Regions from separate parts of the Mus musculus genome. Here region 2 is linked to region 1. The links are chromatin contacts, called in public Micro-C maps. All regions are on one chromosome and are shown on one strand. Each heading gives the region's core, a stretch centred on a gene start, on an enhancer-like site or on the middle of the called end of the contact. The rest is flanking DNA. Distances are from core to core; before and after follow the strand shown.

Region 1 (5,447 bases), core at 1,474-3,973:
CTGGAAAGATGGCTCTGTAGGGCAAAACAGTTATGTATGCATGAAGACATGAATTAGGATCTCCAAAACTCATATAAAAGCCAGATAGGGTCTCAGGCGTCTGTACTCTCCATTCTCCTATGATGAAATGGGAGGCAGGGAGAGAAGAATCCTCAGAAACTCGCAGGCAGATGTGGTGGTGAACAAAAAGAGAACCCATCTCACACAAGGTAGAAGGTGAAGACCAACAGTCACGGTTGCCAAGGTAACCTCTCCATGTACACAGTCATATAATGCATGCACACACACATTCATTTACACACACATACGTACATGCAATAAACACATGTACACATACACACATATACATGCACACACATGTGCACACATCCATTATATATGAGAACTGCAACAATACTACAGTCAACAACCAAACCATGGAGGAAAACAGAGCTTTTTTTTTTTTTTTTTTTTTTTTTTTTTTTTTTTTTCTTTCACTGCCTTGGGCAGATGAAGTTCACTGCACCTCATATAATAGAAAGTGAGATCAGGCAAAGGTTGAGATGAGTGCTTCCTGGGGCTCAAAAAAGGACATTTTTATGGGTGGGTGGGAGAGGTTACAGCTGGATGTCAGAGACAGCACTTACTGAAGAAAGAAGCCATTCACATCTGAGGTAATGCAAGGAGGTTAGAAGGTATGGATACTCAGGACAAAATTATTTTTGTCCTGGTGTGAATCGCATTCTGGCTCCTGCTTGAACCTAGTGTGCTCAACCCCACAGCTATGCTCTGGCTTCTTCTTCTCAGATCTGTATGCAGCTGGACCACAGAGCGAGAGAGAAAAGGCCCCAGAGGCATCACCCTCTCCCTTGCTCCTAGAACCTTGTGAACAGCAACTTAACTGTTTTTCTCTAAAAAAAACTGTGCAAGCTCTCAGTGGACTGAGCCCAGCTCAACATGGCACTACCCTTCACATACATAAATGTATGTTAGAGGGTGGCTCCTGTTCTCCCAATAACCTGTTCAAAATGGCAATTTGCCTGTTACATGGATTTCAATAGTGACGTTTTCTTTGACAGTAAAATGCAAAACCACTCAGCTGTTCAGCGAGGCAGAGTCAAAACACCCTGCAAAGACAGCCTTTCAGAACAGGCAGGACCCTGCGGCGATCAATTTGTGAGCACACAACTGCAGGACAAGACAGGTGGATTGCCATCAATTCATTGCCCTGGAAGGAGGTATTTTGCTATTCTGTTCTTTCCACAATATTCTTTTGGCCACTCATTTTAATACCTGGCTCTGGGGAATAAAAAGAATGTGAAGCAGAAGAAAAAAAGAACACTGTGGGGTTTCACTAGTTTTCTTTTGAAGCTGCTGGAACATCATTTCTTTTCCACTTGTGTTTTGTTTGAGCAGAGTGTCTTGGTTTTCCAGCAGTAGCTGTAAGATTTGTTAACCAAATGAATCCCAGTTTCAACAAGGAACTCTGCTCAGCCTGTGTGTGACAGTTTGGCCTCTGAGGACAGTGTCTGCCCTGACAGCACTTTCCCTGATAAGGTTATCCCCTCTCTCCTTATTTAAAATGGCATACTGAACATTTGGCTTTTAAAAAAAATCATAATCACATAACAGGTGTCCAAAAGTAATTGACATTTGCTGGCTTTCAGGGAACACTCGACTTCTCCTATCAACAGCCACAGCTAGTTTTGATCTCTACAGTGCCGGTAGAAGCTGAAAAGCCAACATTGTGGTTTATGCAAAGTCACCTTGTGACTCCATTTGCTGCTACTGATCCTTTTTGTGAGTGTGAGTTCTGGCACATGAGCTGTAAACATGTGTGCCTCTCAGTGCCCATACATCTGTCTGTGTCCTGTCTGTAAGTGCTCATGTCTGATGAGTATGTTTATGAATGCACATTTGCATGTAAATGCATGTTTGTGAACATGTGTGTATGTGACAGAAAAGGCCAGTGTATGTGTGTGTGTGTGTGTGTGTGTGTGTGTGTGTGTGTGTGTTTCTGTCTAGGTGTATGTTTTTCTGGTGATTGTGTGAATGTGTATATGATTATAAATGTGTATGCACTGAGTACAGTAAATATTAGGGTGTTTGAGATAGCACTAAGATATGTAGATATATGTAGTTGCCTGCTTAAGTACAAATTTGTAGGTTTGCGTTTTTCAGAAGTGCATACTGTGGATGTACTTTTGTAATTGTGAATGTATATCTGTGTGCCTAGGAATGTGCTATACATGACTGTACATTGCAGTCTTATGTGTATGACTGTGAGCATTGGATTAAAGAGTATTTGGTAATTTATGTTGTGAGTGCATGTATGCTTGTATGCCTGTGCTTATTGTATTTGGGTGCATGTGTGATTTTGTGCGCGAATATGAGCGTTGTGTGTTTGTGTGCATGCTTCAGTCTCCATGTGTATGTTCAGTGTGCGTTTGCCTGTGTATGCATGAGAGCACATTTGTGAGTGTTTGTGCTGTGAGCGACTGGGCGCTACCAAGCTCGCTCCTGCTCCTCCTGGGCGATCTGCCCCATCCAGGCTTGGCCTGGACAGAAGCAGAGGCCAGGGTCCTGGCAGGCGACTGAAGGATGTGCGCTGGGGTGAGCACGCAGCGCCTCCGCGGCCGCCACCGCGCCGGCTTTACCCTTTAAATCGGTCTCCAAGCCGCTTACTGCTGATCTCCCACGTGACGTTTTACCTTCTGTCTCCCGGAGCGCGTTGCCCGAGGACAGTCCTCTGGCTGCCGCGCGCCTCATAGCATAGCGCAGCCCGCCGCAGAGGCTGGGCTCCCGCAATACTTCGGGTGGAGTGACACTGGTGCGGGCGCCCTCGGAGGGCCACTCGTCACCGGGCTTCCGGGGAACAGGAGGCGTCGGGGGCCGGAGAGGGCGCGGTCGGGGAGGAGACGGTGCTGGTGCTCCAGCCCGGATAGGCGCCCTAGGTCTGGGCGGCGAGCGGGGTGCCCCGTGGCAGGCAGTCTGCGGTGCGTCCTCCCGGAGGGCAATCTGCGATGACCCCGCCAAGAAGCTGAGGCTACGACTCGAACGCCCTCCGCGCCCTCGCCATGCAGAAGAGCGTGCGCTACAACGAGGGGCACGCCCTGTACCTGGCCATGCTGGCGCGCAAGGAGGGCACCAAACGCGGCTTCCTGAGCAAGAAGGCTGCAGAGGCGAGCCGCTGGCACGAGAAGTGGTTCGCTCTCTACCAGAATGTGCTCTTTTACTTCGAAGGCGAGCAGAGCGGCCGGCCAGCGGGCATGTACCTTCTAGAGGGCTGCAGCTGTGAGCGGACGCCTGCACCACCCAGGACCAACGCAGGACCCGCAGGCGCCCGGGACGCTTTGGACAAGCAGGTACCTCGAACCCTCCTTTCCCTGGCTTCCAACCCCAGACGCCTCGCTGTCTTGCTTGTCCGACTCTGGTGCTGGGTGGACAGCTGACAGCGCAGGGACAAGTGCTTGGAGACCCTGTAGCAACGCATGTCCCTGTGAGTGAGCAGAGAGATTCTGACACCACCATCCTTTAACCCCACCACCTAGCGACCAGCTGGGCTAGAGACCAGGCTGGTTTAGCTTAGCTTAGGTTTTGGTTTTTATTATTTATTTATTTATTTATTTATTTATTCCTTCGCAATCCTCTTAGAGGTTAGGTCAGATTTCTCTCAGTTTCTTCCCTAACCACTCCGTGCTGTTCTAGACCTTAATGTGGCAAGTGTCTGTTGACACCTGTTGGATTTAGATTGGTTTGGTGAGACCAAACTACCCTATTTCGGAAAGTTTGGTTTCTTTTTTCACTGGCTCCGGACCGGCAGAGTTCTTTACCTGCCAGTGATGGCTTACCCGTAGTTCTGGGCACCAATCCCACTACCAAGACGGACGCGTTTGTTGGTCCTTGTCAATCATGCGTTGTAGTTTAGGTCTTGAGAATGTTTGCCCACCGAGGTCAGCATAAAGACACTGTCTCCCAAGAATTAGCATTTGTCCCTGAGTTTATGTTTAAAAACATGGGCATTTAAAAAGAACGCTCTGTACTTTAAAGTAAATGAGACCTTTTAGTTGTAGGTCATAATTTGAATGGGTTTGTTGTGTGCTCAAGGCGTGGAGAAGGCAATGGCTTAACCTCTGAATCCCATTCCTGCAAAATAGGAACCATATTGATTTCAAATGCCATTTGTTTATTACAGTTAAAGAGGAATGATTTTATTCAGCCAAATGTTTTCTCTTTGCCTCTATATTCCAGACCTTGGAAGAGGGAGGTATGTAGGGGTGCGGCGGGGGGACTGGTTGCCTTTGCTGTTCCAGAAAAATATTTCTAGGCTGAATTTTCCGTGCAGATCTGACCAGAATGCATGAACTGTAAACCTCGGAGGCTGCTGCTCACACAATGGTGGTTAGGATGGCCACCTAATGTTTCTGCCTCTTAAAACAAAGCTTAGAACTCAGAGGAACTGAAACCACACCAGGCACAAGATTGCTTTTGATTTTTACTGTAAATCATTAACTTCGGTAAATGATAAGTGCTTAATCACATCAGAAGGGTTAGGAGTTTGAAATTTAAAAGATGCCCTTTGACTTTTGAAGGTGCTCTTAGTCATTTGGAAAACTAATTTCCAAGCTGGCAGATATATGTATTAGAAATACAGAAAATTCAAGTTGTGCAGTCTAGAATCGAAGGAAAGTTTTCAGCAAACATATTTTTGAAAGTGTGTGTGTGTTTGTGTGTGTGTGTGTGTGTTTGTGTATTCTTGAATAGTGTTAGAAGGCCCACAAGACTTCCCTCCCCAATGGATTTTTAAGTCCCACTATGTCGAAAATAAAACGGTGTCCTTTAAAATACACACCCCCGACTCAATTCTAAATTATTTGTTTCCTTTGTATGTATTCTGAAGTTCACAAATAACCACTTATGGTTACTCTGGAATTGAGTTTCAGGGGTGGTTAGAGCTTTTGTGGCTGCCAAACCTGCCAATGTTATTTGCAAAGCATTGTTTATGGCCGTGTAAAGGTCAGGACTTGCATCTTCAGGACAGTTATTTGTAAGTTGGACTCTAATAGCGACTTGAAACCCCTGAATAGTTGGGGTTCTAGGAGGCTACCTTTGGTAAGTTATTTTTTCCTAGTTACTGTCACATGAACTGTGGTGCTTGTCACCTCATGCATATTTGGGAGGTTGGGAATCAGGACCTTTGTAGTTTGTAAGCAAAACTGAGATGTAAGCATTCCAGAAAGAATTTGAAGTTGGTCTTGGAGAATTTATAAATTTTCCTGTATGTTGGAAATGCTTTGTTGACATGGGTTAGCCTAGCTGAATAATGCTTTTCTTGAACACTGCTACCTAGAGGCAACTGAAAAATTATGAAGAGATGCTATGGAGATATGTTTTATCCTAAGTCTGTAGTGTATGCAATTGGCCTCCCTTCAGTTAACTGTGTCACTTTCCAGTGCTGTGATCATCTG
Region 2 (5,447 bases), core at 1,535-4,034, 41 kb before region 1:
GGGCAGGTCAGGTACTGCTATATATTCAAATGTTAAATCTGTACCCCAATACCTGGCTGCTTTAAGAGAAGAAGTTCCTCATGTATACCAGCTTTTGGTGTCTAGACCTTGATCCCTAAGTTTTCCTGGATTGGTTAATAAAGATTCCTACAGCCTGGACTGGGCAGAAGAGAGGGGGTGGAGCAAAATCTGGGGGTTGACATCTGAGGCAGAGACCATGGGGGAGAAGAAAGGACACTTTGGAAGAAAGAAGAAGATGCTATGGGGTAGGTGGAGCATGAGCACATGGCCATAAGGGTCTGGCCTGTTGGGATTGGAGTGGCCCAGGCAGAACATGGCAAGTGATATCTTGGGGTTGTTGACAGGGAAGTAAACAAAATAGCATAAAGGGTAGATATCTGCCGAGCTCTACTGCTTTACAGTTTATTATAAAGGTTTGTGTCTTTTATTTGGGAACTAAATGATCTAAGGTTGGATAGAAACTGCCAAATAATATTTACTACAACACACTAATATAGAAAAAGGATGATGTAGCCTGGCCATGGGAGATGTGTTCCAGGAGTAAGGAATAAGTCTGACATTTGTAAATGAGGCACAGTAAATGGCCAGATTAATAAACTAAGGACCAGAACCATGGGATCCAGCTTGGGGTGTAGCTCAGTGGTAAAGTGTTCATCTACCATGCAGAAGACCTGGGGACTGAGCCAAGCACTATCAGAAACAAGTAAACTATGTAATCAGCTCAGAAAAGCATTTAATAAAATTTATGTATTTGTTTGATTTAATTTTTTTTAATTTATGCCAAGTCTTACATGACCTGAACTGGTCTTGAACTCACTATGTAGGAGACACTAATCTTGAACTCCTGATCTTCCTGCCTCAACTTCCTAAGTTTATGGGATTATAAGTGTATGACACCATATCTGGCCTAATTATTTTATTTGTATAAATTAATAGTGCAGACTGTGATGATTCAATATGTGTGCATAGTGTATAATACTCAAATCAGCATTTAACATTTCTATCGCTAACATTAAAGTTTCTGTATTAACATATAATACTTGAATATACTTATGGGGTGTGATATGATATTCCAATGCATGTACAGAGTGTGTGCTGCTAAATCAATTAATTAATATTTCCATATCCCTTTTATAATCTCATTTTTGGAGTCTTTGGGTTGCTGTATGTGTATATAGGTGAGCTACAGCCTCCCTCACATACACACACTACATTGGAGGGCATGAGGAACATACTAATTCTGTGTTTGGGTGCCCATTTGCCAGCTTCTGTTGATCATACCACACCTTGCTAGTCTCAACTTCACTCTTATACAATCCACACAAACTTTTAAAACATCCATATAGGGGAAGAACAAGCGTGCTTTTCTAATGGTATGTGGGTGTGTATATATCTACGTCTGTGTCTCTGTGTGCATATGGAGGCCAGAGGTTTTTTAAGGAACCCCAAGCTAAAAAGACAGTTTTGAAAGTTGTAGACTACATGTGTGATGTTCAAACATATTTACAGTCTTACACATTGCCTCTAAAATGAAAGGTAAAACACATGCGGGGTACTTATATCATCATTCATATTAAACCTACTAAACTTTCATCAAAGAAAGAAGAGAGGTCTTGTAGTGGTTTGAATACACTTGGCCCAGGGAGTGAGTGGCACTATTAGGAGGCATTGTCTTATTGAGGGCAGATGAGTCTTTGTTGGAGGAAGTGTGTCACTGTGGGGGTGGACTTTGAGACCCTCCTCCTAGCTGTCTGGAGACAGTCTTCTCTTGTTCACCTTCGGAACAACATGTAGAACTCTCAGCTCCTCCAGCACCATGCCTGTCTGGATGCTGCCATGCTTCCTGCCATGATGATAATGGGCTGAACCTCAAAACCAGTAAGCTAGCCCCAATGAAATGTTTTCCTTTATAAAAGTTGCCTTGGTCATGGTGTCTGTTCACAGCAATGGAAACCCTAGCTAAGACAGGTCTCAATAGTGCAGAGAAACTCTGCTTATGTATTGAAAGACTCAGTCATCTTAAGGTGTTCCCACTCCCCACACAAAGTAGCCCACATCTTTTACAAGACATTGTTAGGCTGATTCTAAAATTTACATGAAAGTAGAATCACCAAAAGAAATCTGAGAATAAAAACAAAGTTGGTCTGACTTGAATTTTAGATCTTCAGTAAGACTGGGTGGTAACGTGACTGAGGAAATATAGACAAGTAGGCCAATGGGACAAAGAAAGCCCAGACCAGACTATATTCAATATGGTTTTCAGACAAAGGTAGACATAGGGAATTTAATAGAGAAAAAACATTTTCAACAATTAATGGCATAGAATGTGGACATTCTCTTATCAAAGAGTAGCTCTACACATACCTCACCTGCATCTTACATAAACAATTGACTCAATGTGAATCAGACCTAACTATGAAACATTAGATGATAAAAATCCTAGAGGAAAACACAGGAGAAAGTCTATAACTGCCACACACACTCCAGTGAAGTCTGCTTGACAGGCTGAGAAGCCTGGAAGCACTCACGAGGCAAAGAGTTTCACGGAAACTCACCTCCTGGAGCTTTGGCGTTCTCATTAACCCATATACTCATACCCTATTCCCGTGTTAGTCAGGTGTATGGATCCACGTGCTCATTTTTAGTATTATCTTATTATAAGTGTCTTTTAAGATTGAATTCTGACATATGTAAGCCCTCGCCAGTGTTCCAAGGTTCCAGAAGCAGACGAGCTTGGAATCCGGTAGGAATGCAGTAAGGAAGTTACCTATTCAGTAACTAATTAAGCATTACAAAAGACGGAGCCAGCAGCTCAGGGCTGGTCTGCAAAGTATTTACTAAGGACAGTAGCAAATCTCACCCAAACAAGGGAATACCATAATAGAGCTAGGGAATCCCACTGAGACAGGAATCTTCTCTACAGCCAGGTATAGCAAGCTTCATATTAGAAGCAAGTTGGTGAATTCTTCTGAAGACCCAGGAAATAGGGGAGTTGTGGTATTGCACTATTCATGAGAAGGTCTGCTAAAGTAGAATACATGGTGGTGGGTTTAACAATAGACTAGCTTTACACCTGGCTCCCTTCTTAGTGGCATTGGCCTGGTCCCCGCCTTCTTTTGATGTATACATTCCTTTTATATTGTCACTGTAACTTGGTGGATTGTATCTCATCTGGTTTCTTGCTATTCTGCTGTATAAAAAGTTTGATGCTCGACTTGACAAATTACATTCAGATTATACACAATCTCGAGTGTTGGTCTGTCTGTCATTAGCCGACTCTTTGCCCACCTGCGACCAGAGACCTGTTCCACGCAGACAAAGGGACCCAGAGGGTCTGTGGCGTATAACATTGGGTTTGATCAAGAAGGACTTCAAGGCATGATCCATCAGTCACCTCAAAGTACAAATAATCTCATATGATCTGATAAATACAACTCTGAATAGCAATGGCATGTCCATAACTTGAACAAGTCTGAGAATTTAGGCCTACCGCAGAAATTGGGATTGAGGGGCAGCTAAATTTATTATTATGCAAAATTTAGGAGACATAGACAGATTGGTAGAAGATATCAGGTAGGTAATTAAACACCATTGGGTCAAATTTATATGATAAACTCAGTAACATTGTTTTCTACACCAAACCTTCTGATTTGAAAAAGGGTGAACACTTGTGTTTAGGTGAACACAATATGTTTAGACTGACATCACAATAGATTGCTGTGAACTTGCCAAGATGTTGGCTCTTATGTGTTTCTCAGTCCAATCAAACCACTGACTAACACAGGGATGAAGTATTTTTGAGTCTGCTAAAAGTTCATTAACCTCTTTCATTTTACACTGGTGTTATCCAAGGCTAGTCACCCAACTTCTTTAGGAAGAGCCATCCTTACTGTTATGAAATTTAAAACATTCAATAGGGTATTCAAACACAGATTCCCACATTCCCTTTGAACTCCCTTTAACTTGTGTGTGGGTAGTTCCCCTGAGGGGATTAGTTAGTCTTATAACCAAATTTCAAAATACATTGTTGGTATGGAAATAGACTACCAGCCATTTCCCTGAAAGATATTTATATTATGGATGGAGGTTGCTTCATATTCATCAAGATATGTGTTTATTGAGCATCTATTGCATGTAAAGTATGAGCCACTGTTGGGAAATCAAGGAGCCATAGAGATGAATACAGTGTGCCTCACAACCAGGCAAGGGAACAGACTGACAGATGCAGATTATTATTGCCTTTTGATCTGTTGTTGTATTTTCTTTTTTTGTAATTGGGTATTTATTTCATTTACATTTCCAATGCTATCCCAAAAGTCACCCACATGATCCCCCCACCCACTCCCCTACCCACCCACTCCCACTTCTTGGCCCTGGCATTCCCCTGTACTGAGGCATATAAAGTTTGCACGACCAATGGGCCTCTCTTTCCACTGATGGCCGACTAGGCCATCTTCTGATTCATATGCAGCTAGAGACACAGGCTCCGGGGGTGGGGGTTATTGGTTAGTTCATATTGTTGTTCCACCTATAGGATTGCAGATCCCTTCACCTCCATGCGTTGGGGCCCTGTGATCCATCTAATAGCTGATTGTGAGCATCCACTTCTGTGTTTGCCAGTGCCCCACATAGTCTCACAAGAGACAGCCATATCTGGGTCCTTTCAGCAAAATCTTGCTAGTGTATGCAATGGTGTCAGCGGTTGGAAGCTTATTATGGGATGGATCACTGGATATGGCAGGCTCTAGATGGTCCATCCTTTCGACTCAGCTCCAAACTTTGTCTCTGTAACTCCTTCCATGGGTGTTTTCTTCCCAATTCTAAGAAGGGGCAAAGTGTCCACACTTTGGTCTTTGTTCTTCTTGAGTTTCATGCATTTAGCAAATTGTATCTTATATGTTGGGTATTCTAAATTTCTGGGCTAATATCCACTTATCAGTGAGTACATATTGTGTGAGTTCTTTTGTGATTGTGTTACCTCACTCAGGATGATGCCCTCCAGGTTCATCCATTTGCCTAGGAATTTCATAAATTCATTCTTTTTAATAGCTGAGTAGTACTCTATTGTGTAAAGGTACCACATTTTTTGTATCCATTCCTCTGTTGAGGGGCATCTGGGATCTTTCCAGCTTCTGGCTATTATAAATAAGGCTGCTATGAATATAGTGGAGCATGTGTCCTTCTTACTAGTTGGAACATCTTCTGGATATATGCCCAGGAGAGGTATTGCTGGATCCTCCAGTAGTTCTATGTCCAATTTTCTGAGGAACCGCCAGACTGATTTCCAGAGTGGTTGTACAAGCTTGCAATCCCACCAAAAATGGAGGAGTGTTCCTCTTTCTCCACATCCTCGCCAGCATCTGCTGTCACCTGAATTTTTGATCTTAGCCATTCTGACTGGCGTGAGGTGGAATCTCAAGGTTTTG

What was found. A called contact is a pair of places that touch in the nucleus more often than the background predicts.
Region 2: a contact with region 1 is called in a Micro-C map of embryonic stem cells, with 2.0 times the contacts expected there. The contact joins the enhancer-like site here to the promoter of Rasgrf2 in region 1. A contact is called at or near these places in 2 of 39 promoter capture datasets (the 3T3-L1 cell line and embryonic stem cells), 5 of 484 Hi-C or Micro-C datasets (cortical neurons, embryonic stem cells, neurons and 1 more), 1 of 115 datasets of contacts at active chromatin or transcription factors (embryonic stem cells) and 3 of 9 other capture datasets (adipose tissue, liver and pancreatic islet).

Annotation. Positions count from the first base shown.
Region 1 is chr13:92,129,104-92,134,550 of GRCm38.p6, reverse strand. Rasgrf2 (RAS protein-specific guanine nucleotide-releasing factor 2) reads left to right here and starts at 2,723. Exons shown (of 28, transcript NM_009027.4): 1 at 2,723-3,344. The coding sequence starts at 3,057.
Region 2 is chr13:92,170,203-92,175,649 of GRCm38.p6, reverse strand. No RefSeq gene overlaps it. Among named protein-coding and RNA genes, the nearest start is that of Rasgrf2, 41 kb to the right of the region's middle. Within about 2 kb of position 2,784, at least 4 of the 459 cell types and tissues checked have an H3K27ac peak or open chromatin away from gene starts, as enhancers often do. A contact at or near this core is called in embryonic stem cells, where this site is marked.